Regions from separate parts of the Mus musculus genome. Here regions 1 and 3 are each linked to region 2. The links are chromatin contacts, called in public HiChIP or PLAC-seq maps. All regions are on one chromosome and are shown on one strand. The core of a region is the stretch at or near the end of the contact, and the rest is flanking DNA. Distances in the headings are between cores, read along the strand shown. Region 1 overlaps Gm33539 (a long non-coding RNA gene). Region 2 overlaps Tox (thymocyte selection-associated high mobility group box). Region 3 overlaps Tox (thymocyte selection-associated high mobility group box).

Region 1 (4,430 bases), core at 1,756-4,255, 200 kb after region 2:
AACCCTGGGCCTCTCACTCTTTTATACTCTCAGTTCCCATCCACGCACAGCAGGCCACGCCACCTCACCAGGCATGCAGCTTCAGCTAATCAGGGCAGCAGGGGCAAATCTCCATCAAATTGGATTCACCTGTATCCTGGTACACCTGCGCAGCACTCAAGATGTTTGTGTCTTATATGAGGAAGTCAGGTGCAAGTCATATGACTTAGCTGCAGTCCCTGGCGCCTTTGGGACTGCCGCCACACCCGCTCCCCACAGGACAGCTTTGGCAGAAGTCCCCTGAGTCCTCTGGGCATGACATAGAATTTGTGAGGATAGAGATGGTGAGTCATATCCTGGAGACTGAAACTTTGATTTCTGCTTTCCCTCTGTACAGGCATGTCTAATGGACTTGTTTCCCCTTTCCAGAAGAAGGGGGACATGGAGGACAGCATGACATAGAATTTGTGAGGATAGAGATGGTGAGTCATATCCTGGAGACTGAAACTTTGATTTCTGCTTCCCCTCTGTACAGGCATGTCTAATGGACTTGTTTCCCCTTTTCAGAAAAAGGGGGACATGGAGGACAGGTAAAGGTGGGTGAGCAATCTGCCCCAAACTATTTGATATGAATAGCCAGCTAAGGACATCTATGTAGATGCTTGTACCTGTGCAGATATGGTGGCTGGAACAGGCAGGCTAGAAAAGGTGAATCACGAATTCACACCTGCATTCTTGGAAGCATTAGGCCAACAGAAGAACAGTAGAACCACAAGACAGATGAGAAGACTTACTTCTGTACACTGACAGAGATGACAGCCCCTCACAAAAGGACAACCCTCTCCTGTCTTTCATCTCACACCCCTGACTCCATCTTGCCTGTTACTCTTCCTTGATTCCCTCTCAGCAGGCTCCGGGCACAACTTCTGCTAATGGGAGGAAAATGACCTTTTTAGTAAAAATTGGACCATTTATTCTCTCATGTTCAAAGTTCTCTCAAATTTTTTTTCTGACTTCAAAAAGATCACCCCCCCCCCCTCCTCATAGGACACCTCTACTTCCTCTAGCCTCCACTTTCCATCTTGACTCTTGGCAATCAATGATTTTCTGCTTCTGTTTCCTCCTTGCCCATCAAAGCCTTGAGAAATTATGACCGGCAAGGCTGGTTGTGACCTTTGTCTTAAGAATATTTAAAGGAATTCTTAAAATGCAGGACTAAGGAGAGAACTCGAAGGGCAAACATGCTTTCTGTGTAAGCACAAGGACCTGGATGTGAATGCACAGCACCCATGGAAAAGCCTGGCACATAGGATGTTACCTTAGCTCTTTAATGGGAGACGACAAGGGGAGACTGGATCATGTGCAGAAATTTGGATGAACAGCTAGCATGACAGCACAAAACAACAGGATGAAAGGTGAAAACCAGTGCCCAAGGTTGTCCTTTGATCTATACAGGTGCACAAATAGCATGTGTCTACCTGAATTCACACACACATACACACACACACACACACACACACACACACCAACTATAATGTATAGAACCCATGTGTTTAGTTTCTTAAAATTTATGAAAAAAAGTTTGCCTTTTCCTGATCTAGGTCATGTTCTCTATCAGGCCATTTTAATTATTCTCTGTTTTATGTACCTTGACTTGCCAATATGTTCTTAGTAGAACCTCTTCCCCTTGCTGACTTGCCTCTCCACTCAGATTTTCAGTGGCAGGACTATTCATTCAGGCTCCTTGGTCTACTATTCAGAGCCTAACATATAATCTTACTACCCTAAGTTTAAATAAATACCTATGGTTTACTTCCTGTTTCAGTATCCCAGAGATGGCTTTATGACCACTGTTCTCAGGTAAGTCCACTCTAGGTGCCTAAGCCATTCCTGTGCTCAATTAGTCATGGATACTTTACATCAGGAAACCAGGATCCATTGTAGTCATAAACTCTAGCACAAGTGGATGTAGTTAAAGAAGTGACCTTTTATCTCTATGGTGGTTCTGCTGGGAACTTATTATGACTCTTTCTGACATGTAGGCTAGCCCCTAAAGCATTACACTTAAGTAGAATTTCACAGGTGGCCCAAGGCTATCCTCATGTTTATCTGAGCCCTGGTGATCTTCAAAGTTGAATGTCCTGTCACTGAAAACTAATAGAGAAGCCCGTTTCTTAGTTCCTGAAACTAGATTCCTGTTGATAATTGTCTTTCTATAACCACAGGAGGTCCATGTTAATAATTCTCTACAATCCTATTCAATGATGACATCTGTTTAAGCATACATTATACGAGTCAGACTTGCTTCACAGATACTATATTAATTTGTTACTTTTCCTGAGCAAATGTGACTGCGCATTTGGTTAAATATTTACAAAATGTAGGTGAGTGAGCAGAAGAAAAAGATAAAATTAAAGCCAAATAGGACCCATGTTTTTTGAGGAAAAGTTCCGTTGACTTTGTTGTGTGTATAATGAGTTGCTACAGAAAATGTGATATGTTCAAACTGTGCTCTTCATAGTCACTGATTGAAAAGGGACAGTTTTCTGCAGTTCAAAACCAAGTCATTCTTATTAAAAGGTCACAGGAAACTGAGGAGAAATGTCAGGCACACAGACTGACCTATTCAGAATATAATCAAGCTTGCTTTAAAAAAGACAACATCTACATCACGAAGGGGAGAGATCTGATTGTATTCTCTATGCCTTGATAATACAGTTAGTGCCGATAAGACCTTGAGACAATCTTGCCCTTCAGAAAATGAGTGTTTGTGGTGGGTGTGGGTGAGCCAGAGGAGCCCTGTGATGCAATGTGGCTAAGATCATCTCTCTAGCCCATTTCCTTTAGAGTTTACTGAACCTATCCTTTCCCCCCACAAGATGCTCATTTCTAGTTTTATTTTTTATAACGTTAATGTACTTTGCTTTTCCCATACATTAACTACCTTCATAAAATGTTGATAAAGTTGTTCCCCTTGCCCCACCAGCAGACTGACAGCTGTATAACTCTCATCTTATGCTTGCCCAGTGGTACCATTTGTGCAACGTATCTTCTGGAAGTCTCTCATTCTATTTGAAGAGACCAGCTGTAAAGGCAAGATGGTAAATCCATTTTCGTGCCAGTTCATCTTTGGCTTCTCTCCAGATTTCTAATATTTAGGGCTTGATTTTGCTGGCTGCCTTCTTCGTGGATGCACAGAGCTCCCATTGACTTCATTATGATAAGCAGAGTGATGATAAACTCAAATGGTAAACAGAAGGGTTCTTCACTTCAATGGAAATTCTCTGCGTGTGAAGAGATATTGTCCAGTAAAAAAATCATCCAATTTCATATTAAATAAATAAACACAATGGTATCTGGAATGACAACTTGGAGTCATTTGACATATGTCTAAGATAGCATGACAACCAGAGATTCCACTCTCATCATTACGAAATTACTGTCTGATAAACAGACTTGATTTCTTCACTCCTCTTAAAGAAGAGTCCTAGATGCTCCATCCTCCTGCTGTCATGAATCTTTCTGAAGATGTGCATAAATATACTGCTTTTCTTGTAAAGATGGGCCCACCAATAAGGCCCATCAAAGCAAGTGAACTATAATATTTTTAATATTTGATATTTTTCATTGGTTCAAATTTGCATGGCCAACAATCAATCTGGTGTTTAGTTTCCTCCTGAGTTTCCACTGTTGCAAACTGACACAGGGAGGATGGTGGTGGTGCTGGGTTAAGAATTTAAGGTGCTAACTGACTAATGTAGGCAAGCATAATTAATCATGTCAGAAATCTTTGCATGCAGTTTAATTGGTTTGCATTATCTATAAGATAGTGTTTTCATAAAATAACAAAATGGTTTCTGCTAAAACTGCTAATTTATTGCCTTCAAAATAAGAGGCACCCAAATGGGAATCCAGAAGGAGTAAAACCCCCATGCTCCTCAAAATGAGAGCATTTCAGATAAAATAGTGCTGTGTGTTTTTTTTTCATATGAAGACTGTTGATTAATAAACTTAGCTTACCTTTGGTGGCATAAGCAAAATGTTTCCATTAATTCTATTTGTTGAAATGAATTTGTTTTTGGTAAAGCTTTTTGGGTTAAGTTTTTTTTTTTCCCAATTGAGAGAAAAAAACCTGACTACCTCCTCTATGCAAGTATTCAAATTTTTTATTTTCTGCATTCTCTCAGTCCTTGAATTTGAGTTTGTATTAGTGCTTATATTTTATTTTATTTTATTTTATTTTATTTTATTTTATTTTATTTTTTAGCACAGAGCATCTATGTTTTCCCAACTAAGACCTGCTTCATTTTTATCTTTCTTTTCCTGTAAATTATTTAATCTGAATGCCACTGGATTTTTTACTTATGATCAAAAATGTTCTGTGTATTTCCCAGTACCCAGCATAGTTACATTATGAGAATGCACTGTTTTTATTTTTGGAGTATTTAGTT
Region 2 (4,961 bases), core at 182-2,681:
ATCTGTTATTGTTGCTGTACATGGTAGCTTTCTGAAACTAGATAGGTAGATAGATAGATAGATAGATAGATAGATAGATAGATAGATAGATAGATAGTTTGAGATCAGTATAGTTTAACCACATTCCAGAGCATTCGAAAAATCACGTATAAAACATGGTTAACATTAATCGTATAGATATTTAATTATTCCAAGATTACTGAGATAGCTAATTTTATGTCAACTTGACACAAGCTAGAGTCATCATAGAGGAGAGATCTTTGAGAAAATACTTCCATATCAGGCTGATGGCAAGCCTGTAGAATATTTTGTTAATTAGTAATTGATATGAGAAGGCGCAGTCCATTGTGGGTGGTACAGCTCTGGGCTGCTCATCCTGGGTTCTATAAGAAAGCAGGCTGAGTAGGCCAAGAGGAACAAGTTAGTGAGTAACAAACACCCCTCTACGACCTCTGCATCAGCTCCTGCATCTATGTTCCTGCCCTGTTTTAGTTCCTGTTTTAAGTACCTTTGATGTGAATGCATAAGCCAATTTAACTGTTTCTTCTCCAATTTGCTTTTGGTCACGGGGTTTCATCATGGTCATAGTAACCCTGACTAAGGGAAATAGTCCACAAAATAACTACATTGATAATAATAAAAATGAAGCACATTATTAGAAAACAAGGCTCCTATAAGATGAAATAACTTGAGTGTCCTTGACATCCTAACTGTTCTGCTGGCCTGCTGGCCTGCTGGCCTGCTGGCCTGTGTCTTGAATGTCCTGGCAGGAACTCTCCTCACCTCAGTTACAGGAATGCATGGAGCTGGCTGCTGAAGGTCCTGTGTGGTGATCTCCCTTAGGATGGATTCATTCCTCAAGCACTGGTCACGCGATTGATTTAACTATGTCTCTGAACTACAAACAGCCTCAGCTTCCTCTGTTGTATCCCTTTCTCCACCCTGCTCCATGGCAGAACTTGACATTGCAAATACTTGCATTGAAAATTGTAATGGGACATTGCCAATTAAAGGATAATTGTTAATTATCAAGTTACTAATAAAATTACAAGTTTAATGGTGATGTCTCTTTCACACTCTTATTATCACCTGGTAAAACAGACTAACATAAAATGACTATAATTAGTTTATTTTAAACACCCATTAGCATGTCCAGTAATATCACCAGCCATTTGAACAGCATGGACTCCATTTCTGACATACTTTAGTAGGTATCTGCTCATCTAGACTGTGGAAGTTTACCTCTGACTAACCTCAAATCAAAGCTGAAAGTGACAAGTGACTCGTACAGACAGGTCTATCTCATCTCCAAGGCGAAAGGCGGTTCCTTTTATCAACAATAAAAGTTCCCTTTATCAACAATTGCACTGTAATATCTTAGAAGCCGCTCTTTAAACCTTGTGACACACATCAATTGTGAGTCTATAAGTAGTTAAGAGCCTGAAACTCAACCCAGAAATCCACAACAAAGCTGTTGTGAGTCCTGCCTTACAGACTATGGTTGAAAGATCATTTCCGGCAATTTTGGAGAAAACAAAAGGTTACTAGAGGTGCAGAGGTACACAAGGCTAAGTCTCTTCTGTCACCTTGCAGCTCTTAGAATACCTCAGGGTAACTACTGCTGAGAAAACACAGCCAGTCAGTGCCAGGTGAAGAAGCCCTTTTCCTCCCATTCTCTCCAGCCCTGTATCCAAGCAGGGTGTCTCACACAAACTGGCTCAGAAATTTCCCGGATGCATTAGACTCCTTTATGCTTGCTTTCTTTCTTTTCTTATATATGTTATTGCCTATACCAGATTTGATAGAAAATTAGAGTATCATCTCAATTCAAAAGATTACACACAAGTAATTTACAGCCACCATTGATAGGATACGATGCTTATGTTTATGTAACAAGTCCAAGCATTCCGGATCAAATGGTTTATACAGGATGGTAAAGAAATCTCCCATGTTTTCTTGGGGGATTAGAAATCAGCTACTTTCAAAGTTGTAGACTATGTAAACCTGATGGTTTGTGAATATGTGACAATAATAATTTTGTATTATTATAAGTAATTATTATAATAAATTATATATTTTATATAAATAAAGTATTATAACTAATAATTATTCTCTCCTTGTGTCTTATACACAAATGTTTCTTTAGTGATGTCTAAATTGGTGGCTGCCAAACCGGTTTGCCAAAGCATATTCATCTTCCTTCACGAAGATATTTCTAAATTTTGGTCAAAATAAATCATGTGTCTTTGCTTCAACAGAGACTTGCCATTCCTTAGTCAGGGGAAGGAGACAGAACCTTGATGCTGCTAAGGTAAGAAGTGTGGGAGGCAGAATGAACCAGAGTGAACCAGAGTGAAATGGACAGATGAGATAAAACATCCAAAAATATGGCCCCATGAGCACCTAAGGAAAGGAGTCATCAACTTGAACAGTAAGAAAGGACCCAGGAAGCCATGCAAGGTTCCTTTCTCTATCTTCTGACACTTAAAAAACTTACTAAAAATGAATCTCTAGAATACTCACTTGTATGTGGGAAACAAAATGCTGAAGAACTTACTGAATATCTAAAGTAAGACCTATTTTTTTTTATGTTTTTCTCTCTGTATTTTCTTATTTTTCGAACGACTTTTTTGTTCCCAAATCAAGAACTTGTTAAAGTCAGGAACCCTACCTCTCGGAATCCTAATAGCTATTGCTTTTGAAAGGAACAGCCTGAGTTGATAGGTGGGCAGTGAATTTGTAAGTTTGCATAGTCCTCACTTATCACTGAGTCAGAATTGCTGGGGTTTGTGATAGCAACAGAAGAACCCTAGCAATGATATCCATAAATCTACCAGTGGAGTGGAAATCTGTTGTTGGCCTGTTCTCAAGCTTTGTAAAATTGAGTCCTTCCAACTCCTCTCCTCCAGCAGCATTCAGGCTTTCTGATTCTCAAGTTGTTCTTCCAACTTATAACTCATAATCTGGCCTCTTACTACAATGATACATTAAGGAAACACTTGTCACTTCAATAAACTCAAGTTGCCTTTAGTCACACATGGTTTGGGTACATCCCAATCCCAAACAGTGCAGTTTCTCTTAGCAATGCTATGAAGGAACGAGTGGAGATCACTGTCAGCATAGGCTGTGCCTTAGAAACCTGCTTTGCTATGCATGTTGCTGATAGCACCAAGTACAGCAGAAGTGATGTAGTCCCTCCCCTTATAATATGGACTACGTGACAAGGTTCAATGCTTAAATTTTGTGTCTATCATAGACACAACACTGGTTGCTTTTACTGTCAAGACATCTTAGCACTGGAACTTACTCTGTAACAAAGCCATACATTCCCTTATCCCTTTTGTAAGATAATCCTGAAGTGGTCAAGCTTGATGGTTTAGAGAAAAAGAAGATGAGAATTAAGTAGCTTGCTCAGATTTTTTAAAGTCCTATCTATCATTGGTACTTGGGCCTTAAGATTCTATCGTCATCATTCAACCACATCAGGATACAAATGGGGTAGTTTGGTGATCTGGTGTATTGTAATCACCAGTCAGAAAGATACAGGGATATGCCAAAGAGACAGCAAATGGCCTGGAATCACATCAATCCATGATTGTGTTGTTTGAAGAATGATGTTGTTCATATGGTTAAGCCCTCTGGAAAAAAATCCCTGATGGTCTCAATCAATTGTCTGCATATTTCTGGACATTTTGACGTTCTAGACTTGCAAGACCATGCACATCTAGAGGACTCACATCTGGCTCAATGATTTTTCATTTTACAAATAACTTAATGTTGATATTAGTTAGTACGAAATCATGTAAGTTGACTACATTCTAGTAACTTCCCATTATTTACAGTTTCAATGTGATACTTTCTGGATGATGCTTTGACATGTTAGGTGTTCTAACATGAGAAGAGTTTAGCAGGGAAACAAAATGGTGAAGAGAAAACTCCATTGAAGGGAACATGACTGTACCACATGGCTTAGAGCCAGCCAAACCTCCGTGTGGAAGGTTCTGAAAGACCCTAAGGACTGGATCTTTTCAGCTGTTAGGTTTTTAATTTAATTTCACTAACAACAACAAAATATGCAAATACATCTCTGTAATATAAAAGAAAGGTTAACATTTCTGTTATTAATGTAAGTGTATTTCATATTAGAATCTATGGCGTTTCAGCTTCCATTTAAAGACCTGGGGTGGAATATTTTTTCTTCTTTTTCTCCTCTGTAAAATGCAATTATGAAGGATGGAGGAGCTTTTGAGCAAATTGTGTGAAGTAGGGAATCTTAAAACAACCTCTTTTTAGGGTAAAAATGCTCAAACATAGTGACATGGTAATTCTCAGGTTGCTAGAGACACAAAAGCACACTGTTTAATGCTATGTTGTTCTCATTTTTAGATCCTTGACAAAGATCACAAATAAAGATCCAACATCCTAAAACACACGGGCCTGATTCTGCATGCCGTTGTAATGAAGTCCTTTGAATTATTATAAATGCTTGAGCATTAAAAATTCATCAGCAAGGAGAGAGCGGTGCTCTTTATTTGTGGTGTTCTGAATTTAAACACAACCCACTAAGAATGGTTGATTGTCCCGAGGAAGCGCTGCTGACAGCCATCAGCAGGTCTGAGCAAATGGTATTTGGAAAAGGTAATAGGAGCTCCGGGAGTATATTTCAGCCGTATAATAAAGTAATTGTGAAAGTGTAATTGCAGTCTGCCCCCATACCATAGTAGGGTAAGGAATGAGATGTAAGAAAACAGAAGATCTGCAGAATTATTTTATAAGCTTGCAATGCCTGGCTCACAAAATTCAGAGACTTTATCAGGAAAAAAAATTAACTGGGCAGTGGTGTTTACCTTTTGAAATCTATTATAATGAACCTGAACAAAGCCACCAGCGATTATGTTACAACTTTACAAACATCCTGAACTTGAGAATGGCTTCCAACATAAAAATGGCATTGGGTAATG
Region 3 (4,789 bases), core at 2,227-4,726, 170 kb before region 2:
CCTGAGGGATGAGTCCATAATGGCAGGGAAGCATGGTAGTAAGGAGAAGGCATGGCACAAGAGCAGGATACTGAGCGCTCACATCTTGAGCCACAACGTAAAGCAGAGAGCCTTTTAACACTGTGAGTCCAGAAGAAAATCATTCCTCATTGAAGATGCATTAGTCAGTTGGTCCAAGTAATGAGAAAAGTAGTGTGCCCTGCTTTGAATTGAGAGTTTCACGGATTACTCCCATGGTCCAAAAACCCACATATGAAAACCATATAAATGGAAGAAGTTCTAGACCAATGTTTTTTAAATCTATGCAAATGTTACCTACAAAATACAAGTGCATTCAATAGCAGGGTTACCAAGTCCTTTTACAGCGAAACTTTAAAATGATAAATTTTGAACTTTCAACAATTATTAACTTAGATTAGATAAACTTTAGAAATTAGAAGATAAATAGTTTGAAAACATGTGTAGTGGACATTTTGAGGAAACATGACAAAGAGTGGGTAGACATTTGCTGGAGCCTGTATACAGAGGTATATTCGGCTGGTATGTTCTATAGCACCTATACCCTCAGTCCAGCAGGTGGCTCAGCTGGCTGCAACACATTGCTACAAAATAAATTACCCAGGAACTGATTTCATTTCCTTTTCTTTCTGAAATATAATCCTGAACTTTTCAAGAAAGTTAATTAAAGAGTATAGTTTGATTTTCCAAAATACATGTCACAATCACTTTTTAAAGAGACCATTCTATCCTTAACTACCAAACCCTAGAAATTCTAAGCATGGAGAATTGAGCCTTGCAGAAAACTTATTTGCATTGTTTAACGTAAGTTGTCTCCACCCTCTACAGGAGACCTTTGTTCTAACCTGAAGCCATTGTTCTAAGCCTTGCTATTGCTTACCAAGGAGATCAATGAACTGTTGCACATGGAATGATTCTGTTTAGGACCACCAGAACCTGCAACGCAAGTACTCAAGGAAAGCGCTCTTCCTAAAAGCATCCCTATAGTCTACCCGCTGCCTCTTTTCTTTTGATCTATAGAAATATACCTTCATGCGTTGTATTTTGAAGTCATTTTAGCTTTCGCTGTCAGAATTTCTAAGTGATACTCTCTTAGATATCTCGCAAAGTCTTTGGGGGAGATGACTCTACGGCTTACTATGGGTGAACTATTTTAAACAGTTTCCTTGAGAAGGTTGAGTGAGGCTGTTTTAGGTGAGCAACACTCAGTTTGGGACAAGGGAGGTCATTGACTTTAATACTAGGTCCATAGCTACAAAGCGGCAAACTCCTCAATGATCATACTTGAAGGAGAATGGAAGCTCAGTAGCATTAGAGCAGCCGGTTCTGCATTAAAAAGGGTTTCAGTTTTATATTATTTCACGTGCTACAAATACATGTATGCATATATACTTTTCAAACTAAATATACTGTTAATGCCATGTTTAAGTTTAAGAAATGAACCACATAATTAAGTATTCAGTTATAGATGAGCCTCTGCTGAGAATTCTGTATTGTTCAGAGTTGATTAGATGATACACGGAGGCTGAGATTTGAATCATTTTGGACTTCAGTATAGGATAACAGAATCATCTCTAGCAGAATATGGAAAAAATACACATAAAACTCAATTACTTTTCAGTGCAGCATCCTGTGCTGCCATGACTCCAGGCTTCTATTGAAATGAAAATGGGGTTTTCATGCTCTAGAAAATAACGTTGAAATGCAGTTAAATGCTTTCTTCACTTTTTTTCTGGTTATAGAATTTTATGGTGTTTGTTTCCTGTGTATTCCATTCTAATTTGTGAATTTAATGAATTTATATATTGAATCCAAAGACACGTTTTTTTAAAAATTTCAGTAATGGATTAAAATTATCTTTTGCACAAACTGGCTCATCTTGTAGGCATATATATATAATTCTTTCCACCTGTCATGATTATGTTATATCTTAAAACATAACTAGATCATATGCTGCCTACAAGCCTTTTTTCTAGAACAATAATAGTAACTTATCTTTCCTTTCCTTTGTAAAGGACAGTTTGATTATGTATGGTGTGAGTTATATTTTATCTGGCAATGAAGCACAGATAGCTTGTATTTACTGTAACTCACTCTTGAACTATGATCCTTAAATCTGGGTGTGTAGCCAATCACCAGGGCTCACACGTTTACTTGGAGTAGGGCTCCAGATGATGCTGATGCTGAAACTGCCATGGCTCCTGAGGAAATGGATGCTCCTAGATCCAATAGGTAAATGACAGAGGGACCTGTGGCTTCCTTTCTCTACACTACAGTCATTTTTGTACTAAATGAGCACAGCTTCTCTCTTGCACTCTGGCATGTGTGGCTGTGATAACCTTCTGACCTATTATTAATTAATGTATAGCTTCTCACTTCAGTCATTCTTTGATCTTCTATCAGAGCTAATATTCACATGCAAATCCACAAGAAGACAATGGTAAACGTTACAATTCTAATCACATCTCTATCATCAGAAACTGTCCATTCCTGCACCCCTCCCACCCTCACCCCTCTAACCCCCACTCCGACTAGCAGATGAAGTTCAAATATAATAAGTAACAAACAATAACTCATGATTACCTATAGGAAAATAGATTTTAATAGTATAGAGGGTAGCTATGTGCCAAGTTTTTGTGCTGTTTAAGGTTTATTGTAAATACAAAGGGTGTGTGTATCTTTTATGCGGGAACTGTATGATCAAGGCCGAGTAGTAACCTTGGCTTGGGATTAAAATGTTCTACAAGAGGAGAGTACTGTTTAGCCACCTTCTAATTGTTTACTCTTGAGGTGACTTGTTTATGTATCACTTCCTCAGTATACATTTTGCACACTACTCATGCGAAGAAGTCACAAGAGTATCATAGCTTCTTCTTACTACAAATGTGCACTCTTACTACAGATATAGACTGTTATGTATTTTTATTGTAAAAATCAAATATTCAATACTTGAAATTACAAGGGCATTTTACAAAGCTCTACTCCAAATGCAAGAAATATTTATTTATTGATTATACACACAGTATACACACCAAATACACATTGGCTTTATTTAATTTAGAATTTAGGAACTGCTGGCTCAAAGTCAGTTTTTACTTAGTCACTTTTCAAGAAAAAAAATAAATCACATCCTAGTTATTCCAGTGATAGGAAATAAGGCAGTGAGGTGAGAGTGTGCTCAGTGGTCTGGAAGAAGCATAGTGGCAGGAGGTCCACCTGACTTCACTCTGCTGTTGACTAAGCCATGCAAACTGCCAGAAGTACTGATTGTCAAAATGGATACCTATAGAAAAGGGGGGCAGGTTGTGTCCTAAGTACTGTGCTGTCAATACCAATCCCTCTTTTATCCAGAAGCAATGAGATATGACAGAAAGAACCCAGAGAGTGTTAGGAGGTGTGGGGCTAGCCCTGTCTCTGCTAACTATGTGATCTGAGGCAATCTTGACCATCTTCAGGAAGTGATTCAGTGGGCTGGGCTGTGAATCTTTTCTTAGTGAGCTGTAGTGGTTTGAATAAGAATGGTCCCCCGAGGCTCATATATTTGTAAGCTTAGTCATCAGGGAGTGGCACTATTTGAAAGGATTGGAAGGTGTGGCCTTTTGGAGGAAGTATGTCACTGGTGGGTGGGTAGGTTTTAAAGATTCAAAAGCCCATTCTAGGCCCAATCTCCCCTCATCTCTTTCTCTCTTCCTCTCTGTAGTCTGTTTCACAGATCAGGATATAGGGTTCAACAATTTTTCCAGCACCTTGTCTGCAGCCATGATTCCTGAGATGATGATAATGGACGAAACCTCTGAAACTGTAAGCAAGACCCAGTTAAAATGCTTTTTCTGAAAGAGTTGTCTTGGCCATGGTGTCTCTTTACAGCAATAGAACAGTGACTAAATTGTGAAGCTCATAATTTGATTCTAACTAAAGTAAGTAAGAAGTCGGATGTGTTTCTGAAAATACCTTTGAAAGACAACCTGTGCATACCTCTAACTACTCTTCATCACACATGAACTGAAATGTTCTACACAGAAAAGTTGTTTCCATTCATATGTATTTTTACCCCCACCCCCCAAAGTCCTTTCACAGAGTCTCCAGTGTTCCTTATTTTCATCATTATGGAGTAAGTTTGATGGGTTAAGGTCAGCACTGTAGCAAAGAACTTACAAAGCCAAGACTATTTGCTTCATCCTCTATGAATGAGAATGTTTCAAGCTCAAAGCATTATTCATTCCCAAATGTCAATTGTGCTAAAGTCAAGAATTCCAGCCTAGGTATTAAGTTATGTAACATCTCTGTGAGAGCTATTTGAGAATATGCACACTCGGCAAGAGGCCAGAGGTTGATCACTGGTGTTTATCCCATGTCTTCCTCAATCATTCTCTCCTTAATTTTTGAGACAGAGATTCTTACTGAACTTGGAGCTCACTGATTCAGCTGGACTTGCTGGTGAGGAAAGATCAAGAATCCCCACCCCTCCAGTACTAGGATTATAGATACACATTGACCCGGATAGCCTTAACATGGGTGTTTGGGATCTAGACTCAGGTCCCATGCTTATGTGATAAGTGCTTTACTTACTGAGCATCTATCCCTGTCCTTACATTTTAGTTTCTCTAATAGTTCTGGGAACATAAAAAGAATTCAATATAAGTTTATTAAGTCTGAAAGCATTGCCTAGTTTAAAAAGCATGAGATCGTCTTAACTCATTAGTCATGCCTTTGAGATAAGATTGTACAGATCCTTCTAGAGACTCATCTGTGACTCATGGATGGGTGACGT

What was found. HiChIP or PLAC-seq counts read pairs in DNA pulled down with a chosen protein or histone mark.
Region 1: an H3K27ac HiChIP or PLAC-seq map of thymic regulatory T cells shows a contact between it and region 2, with 2.6 times the contacts expected there. The contact joins two enhancer-like sites. A contact is called at or near these places in 4 of 115 datasets of contacts at active chromatin or transcription factors (the SCID.adh cell line, embryonic forebrain, regulatory T cell precursor and 1 more).
Region 3: an H3K27ac HiChIP or PLAC-seq map of embryonic stem cells shows a contact between it and region 2, with 10 read pairs. The contact joins two enhancer-like sites. A contact is called at or near these places in 2 of 115 datasets of contacts at active chromatin or transcription factors (both in embryonic stem cells).

Annotation. Positions count from the first base shown.
Region 1 is chr4:7,169,971-7,174,400 of GRCm38.p6, forward strand. It overlaps Gm33539 (a long non-coding RNA gene), which reads left to right. Exons shown (of 3, transcript XR_003955366.1): 2 at 377-461; 3 at 2,966-4,430. Among named protein-coding and RNA genes, the nearest start is that of Gm33539, 5.9 kb to the left of the region's middle. Within about 2 kb of position 3,006, at least 5 of the 459 cell types and tissues checked have an H3K27ac peak or open chromatin away from gene starts, as enhancers often do. A contact at or near this core is called in thymic regulatory T cells, where this site is marked.
Region 2 is chr4:6,969,245-6,974,205 of GRCm38.p6, forward strand. The region is part of intron 1 of Tox (thymocyte selection-associated high mobility group box); the gene reads right to left. Among named protein-coding and RNA genes, the nearest start is that of Tox, 19 kb to the right of the region's middle. Within about 2 kb of position 1,432, at least 22 of the 459 cell types and tissues checked have an H3K27ac peak or open chromatin away from gene starts, as enhancers often do. A contact at or near this core is called in embryonic stem cells and thymic regulatory T cells, where this site is marked.
Region 3 is chr4:6,797,020-6,801,808 of GRCm38.p6, forward strand. All of the region lies in intron 3 of Tox (thymocyte selection-associated high mobility group box), which reads right to left. Among named protein-coding and RNA genes, the nearest start is that of Gm11802, 99 kb to the left of the region's middle. Within about 2 kb of position 3,477, at least 18 of the 459 cell types and tissues checked have an H3K27ac peak or open chromatin away from gene starts, as enhancers often do. A contact at or near this core is called in embryonic stem cells, where this site is marked.